Linked DNA regions of Zea mays: region 2 is linked to region 1. Evidence: chromatin contacts called from public Hi-C data. All regions are on one chromosome and are shown on one strand. Each heading gives the region's core, a stretch centred on a gene start, on an enhancer-like site or on the middle of the called end of the contact. The rest is flanking DNA. Distances are from core to core; before and after follow the strand shown.

Evidence for each region. Hi-C and Micro-C count contacts between places; a contact is called where the count stands out from the background.
Region 2: a contact with region 1 is called in a Hi-C map of leaf, with 5 times the contacts expected there. The contact joins the promoter of LOC100274569 here to the promoter of LOC542206 in region 1. A contact is called at or near these places in 3 of 25 Hi-C or Micro-C datasets (ear, endosperm and leaf).

The regions. Positions count from the first base shown.
Region 1 is chr8:113,060,409-113,063,206 of Zm-B73-REFERENCE-NAM-5.0, forward strand. LOC542206 (minichromosome maintenance protein) reads right to left here and starts at 1,451. Exons shown (of 18, transcript NM_001111819.1): 1 at 1,309-1,451; 2 at 1,042-1,194; 3 at 523-663; 4 at 161-323; 5 at 1-79. The coding sequence starts at 1,385.
Region 2 is chr8:113,348,390-113,351,187 of Zm-B73-REFERENCE-NAM-5.0, forward strand. It overlaps LOC100274569, which reads right to left and starts at 1,363. Exons shown (of 5, transcript NM_001358397.1): 1 at 936-1,363; 2 at 1-169. The coding sequence starts at 1,243.

The DNA.
Region 1 (2,798 bases), core at 201-2,700:
AATCTGTGAATTTGCTTTCCTGACGAAGAAGGGCCCATTTTGTTCTGTTCTGGCATGTTGCATTAACGCATATTATCGGCTGTAAACAAGATACAAGAACCCATCATTACACACAATGCATTAGTGAAAAGATAATGGGATACATTTTCAGACGTAATACCTCAGTGTACTTGAACTGCTGCTCCACATTCTTCACAACATTCCCACAGTCGAGACATTTGAAGGTTCCTTGCAATAGTTCAGGCCGCACTTCACTTGTCCGTGTCACAACACCCATTACTGATGTGAGCTTACCAATTTCGGCTGTCCCAAGCTCTCTCAGTCTGCATAACAGTAATTCCGGTCAAATTTTGGTTCACTATCTTGCAGTTAAGCATCCACGTAGAATTTATCTTAGGATTGCTAAAGACAATCGCTTTGCACAATCCATGAAACATGCTAAATCACAAGAAAATAGCATTTTCTTCTCCTAAAATTGAAAACAAAACAAATACAAGATAAACCAGGGGCAGTAGGCTCTACTTTTTCAGCATCGGGATGTTATAGAAAGCAATGTTGATATCTTTGTTGGGGCTATCATCTGAGATGAGCGGGGCACGGTTCTCGCCAGCCCGGTGCTCCAACGCAAACCTCTTGCATGCATTCCTCAAGTACGGTTCAAACCTGAATAAATAAAAGATTGGGCTTACTTTGACATATTACAAAGGTTGCAAATTGAAGTTCAAAGTGTAGCAAAGATACTATTTTTCTAATTAAGTATAATGAAAGAACACATAAACAGGATACTGAAAGCCGATAACAAACTAGTACTGTATTTCTTTGTCCAGTTGATTGTCCTGAAATCTAACGAAGAAACTCCCAGACCAGAGGTTAACCAAATCGCCCCATCCCCATTTCTCCAACTGTCTCCAATCAAAACATAAGAATTCGGACCAATTTCAATCTTAAATTCGAGTAACTGAACCAAACCTATCACCTTTAGTTTCACAGATACAGTTTCCACCAGGTCACACCAAAATGTAAAAGGAACTCTAGTCTGACCTGAGGTACTCCTCAGAGATGGCCTTCTGGAGGACGTCGTTGAAGCGCATGACGTGCGCAAAGTCTACGTACATGGTAGTGGACTCCCGCGACCGCATCACCTCCATCTCCGCCTCGTAGAACGGCTCCCCCGCGCCATCAGACTCCTTGAATCTGCATAATCCAAGAACACCATCCCCACCGCCTCAGTCAGACGGGCAGAACCTAAAGGAGGAAGACATACAAATGGCTGATCCGGAGGCGGCAGCGGCGGCGCGACTGGCTCACCGCTTCAGGAACTCGAGGAAGATGTTCTCCACCCGCGCTGCCTTCTCGTCCACGAAGAACCCGCCGAACGCCTCCATCACCGACAACTGCCCCCTTGTGGAAGAATCAGGGTCTGGAATAGGGGTATGAGTTGGAGATTGGCACTGTCGTCTGAACCAGGGTTTGTAATAGGGTTGGGGAAGAAGAAGGCGACGGCAGGTGGGGAGTGGTCTTGGCGGGAAAGAAGGCGGCGGCTTGGCGCCAAATCTTCGCGCCTACCGAGCGGGTGGGTATCGTGCACCGGGTCCGTGGACCGGAGACGGTTTTACTGTCTCTGGCACGCGGGGACCGCAGAGCGGAAGGGAGTTGTCGTTCATTCCTTGGGCTGAAGGATAGCTGGTGGGGCAGGTGCGGTGGGCTGCGGTGTGAAGACGTGAAACGGGCTGGGATCCAATGGGCCGGACTAATTCTGTGACACGCCAACCCAAGAGCGCAGGAGGCGTTGCTGACGGACAGGTAGCAGTAGCACACGGCATCAGGTTGGATTCATACTACCTCCGTTTCGTTTTATTTATCATTAAATACTATAAAATTAAACTATCCAGCGATAACTAAAAAACGGATGAAATATTTAGTTAACTTCTAAAATTATCTAAAGACGCTTAAACAGTCTAGCTAAGAGCAGCTCTAAAAGGGTTTCATCTTCTTTCTAATTGAGGGGGTGTTTGGTTAGAGACTAAAGATTAGTCTCTAGTTTTTAGTCTCATTTAGTCCTTTTTTTACCAAACACTAGGACTAAAATATGGACTAAAATGATTTCGTATTTAGTCCTTCACATATGTGCTAAAAGAGACTAAACCATATTAATTTCACATTTACCCCTCATTTAGTTCAATTGTACTAATAACAGGAGAATGTTAAATGCTATTTTAGTCTTCTTATGAGTCATTTAGTATATTCTTACTATTTTTAGCCCATAGAACCAAACATGTTAGGGACTAAACTTTAGTCCCCTAACTAAACTTTAGTCCCTAGACTAAGGGGGTGTTTGGTTTGTAGGGACTAATGTTTAGTCCCTACGTTTTATTCCATTTTAGTTCTAAAATTACCAAATATAGAAACTAAAACTTTATTTTAGTTTCTATATTTAACAATTTATATACTAAAAAGGAATAAAATGAAGGGACTAAACATTAGTCCCTATAAACCAAACACCCCCTAAAGAAACCAAACATGGTCTGATATAAATTGAGTTTTTTAAAAAAAATACCCTCCAACAACTTATCTAAATCCTCCAACAGCTTATCTAAATGATTATCTAAATATAGTCATTTTCTATTTCGGGTTTTTCGCTAGCCAAATATAGAAAACGTGAATGACTCTCTAAAGTGCAAAAAATATATAGAAAAGCTGTTAGAAACTAAAATAATATAGAAAGTAAATTTTATGCAAATGAATCTCCAAATAATAATTTAGAGAATCAAATTTAGATAAAATTGTTGGAGATGCTC
Region 2 (2,798 bases), core at 113-2,612, 290 kb after region 1:
CTTGAGGTCGATCTTCCTGAGGTACGGCGCGCCATCCATGCTGACCTTGACGTACAGGAACCCCTGACCCTGCTTGGCATCACCATCCTCCTTGCTGCCCTCCAGCTGGGTGGTAGTCATCGTGTTCTTGCGGTAGTTGCAGACTGGTGGCCATCCCACCACCTGTGCTCTGCACAACGCAACACACCTGAGCTCAATAGTCTTTACCAAACACGACGAAGAGGTAGATCAGGAGATGCTCTACTGGTAACAAAATAAAAAAGAAACGAATTCTGGCGAACTTTGGGATGAAAGTTACAGAATTTGAGCAAGATAATGACGGATCAAAATGTTTTGTACAAAATACAACAAAAACAAAGCAGGGAGAGCAGAGAAGAAGATGAGAAGAGCTTGAGCAAGCAAGAAAAAGTGAAAAACAAAGCAAGGATTCTGAAAGATAAATTGAAAGAGCGCATTTTCGAAAGTAGAGAATTTGGAGGAAAAGTGGGAATTTAAAAAGAACACCACAAAGCTGCAACTTTAGTTTCCCTCCTCTAGGCCCCAAGATAAACTGAAATTCCCACCCAAAGAAGAGTACACAAATCGAAAATATCACGCCAACAGAGATCCCTCTGACATGCAATTCAGTCCCCTTTTCAACTCCTCCTACTCTTTTGTTTCCCTGAAAAGCACAGAATTTCCAAAGATAATTTTCTGTTATAGAACCTGCAAATGTCATAAACTCAAAAGGCCCAGCAAGATTTCCCAAATAGCAGAGAACTTGCACCCAAAGACCCCCCAACAAAGGGGCAACAATCACAAACAATTTGCAAACCACTAGTGGCCGCAGTCCCAAGAACGGCAGATGAACGCGCTGGCAGCGCAAAGCCCCAAGCCTTCCCCTTTTTTCGTTTGAGGCGGCAAAACCCCAAGATCCACTTCCACATTCGACCTACTTGGCGGCCGGCTGCGGGGTCGCTGCCACCTTCTTCTCGTCGTACTCCTCTTCTGCCACCTTCTTTCCCTTTCCGGCAGTGGCAACAGGCGATGGCGGGGGCGCCTCGTCAGAAAACCCGCGCTTGGCGCCCTTGGCCGGGAGCAGGTCCAGGGTGGTCGCGGTGGCAGCCACGACACGGCGGTCCGGCGACCCGGACCCTGGCAGCCCGAGGCGGAGCTCAGTACCCTTCAGTTCGTCGTTTTCAGCGGCGGCGGCTGCCGCCGGCGGCGAGAGGCCTATGTAGTCGAGCTCGAGTGGAGGCGACATGGGGAGCAGCAGGACATGAACCAGAGGGTGGGGGACGTGAGAGGTGGCTGTTAGTTCGTGTGCCGTTTGCGTGGGTAGGCGGAAGGGGTGAGAGTGGGAGCCTGGGAGTGGGAAGGGAAGGGAAGGGGAAAGAGTGCGAGTCGGAGCCGGAGCGAAGAGTGATTTGTTTGAAGGGTGATCAGGTGAAGCTTCCCTGGGTCGAGCTGGGTTGGTTACACTTGGCTTATACTAAAATCCGTGGATGTGCGGAGTAATACATACCAGATCAAATTAGTTCAATTTTAACCGAAGTTTTATAGTAATTTATATCAACATTTATATTTTTAATTAGATGTGCCACAATAAATCAACTCATGGATACTTATTTTGTACCATAGATATTAGTATATTTCTAGGCATATTTCTATATAATGTTTGGTCAAACTATAAATCATTTGATTTTTCATTTTTTTTTGCAGATAGAAGCAGTAGATACATTTGAGCTTTGATAACTAATAACAATAACTGTAAACTAATAATTTTATAAAATACATGAAAGATTAAGTGGTAGAAGTGAGCTACATGAAGGCCATGAAGATAAGATGACATAGACTATATGATGCAAAACCTCAACACGCTGAAAATGGAGATGAAGGATGGAAGAAAAAATAAAGACGTTGCATATCCACGTTTTTTTATCTTTTATCGGCCATGAGTGTTCTGTGGAGTAAGGTGGTTTGATTAAACTGAGATAAAATTATATAATGAAGTTTAGTCTAAAACGAATTATATTTTGGGATGGAGGGAGTAGAAATATTGGTCTCACAAGTGACACTAGATAACTTGATTTGTAATCATATGACATTGGGAAAGGTCCCATGTAGCTGATGACCTAGACATCAAAGAGCTCAATTTGAAAATATTATCATGAGTGACACTAGATAACTATAAATGATTTTGTCTAAAATGATATCCTCTCAATTTTATCTCTCTAATGGTCATTTTGAGTGAACTTTGTAGAAACCATTATCATGAGTTTAAATTTAAAAATCCCCTCCCTTCTCTGTTGTTGACATCCTAGGCTTGCCTGACATTCGGCATGCGCCCACTCCCTTTCTCCCTATGTCGCTCGCTCCAAGGACCCGCCCATTCGCCCATTAGCCGCATGGAGCACCATTGCTATCACACTGGCTCGCTCATCATTGAGTGTGTGCCTCTTCCAGCTCCCCTCCCCTTCCTTCAATTGGCCACTTGCGACATCATCCATCAAATGCTTGCTACCATTGTGGATACCATGCTAGTGGCCACAACAGAATGTCGACTGTGCCCCTGCTTCCTCTCATCCATTTAAGATACTATCAGCCCTCGCAAACCCTAGCCCTAACTCTATCCTCCACTACCTCATTATTGTCATTGGAGTTCTCTCTCGTTGGCAGCAATTTGCCCTCCCCACCACCCCTCTCTTTGATTTGTCGCTTGCCGAGCTTCCTCTTATTATCCTCGTCCTTCCTTTGTAGTTATGTCCTCTTCTCTCCACTGACCATGCCACTGCCATCATTCTTGTTCGCCTCCGAGC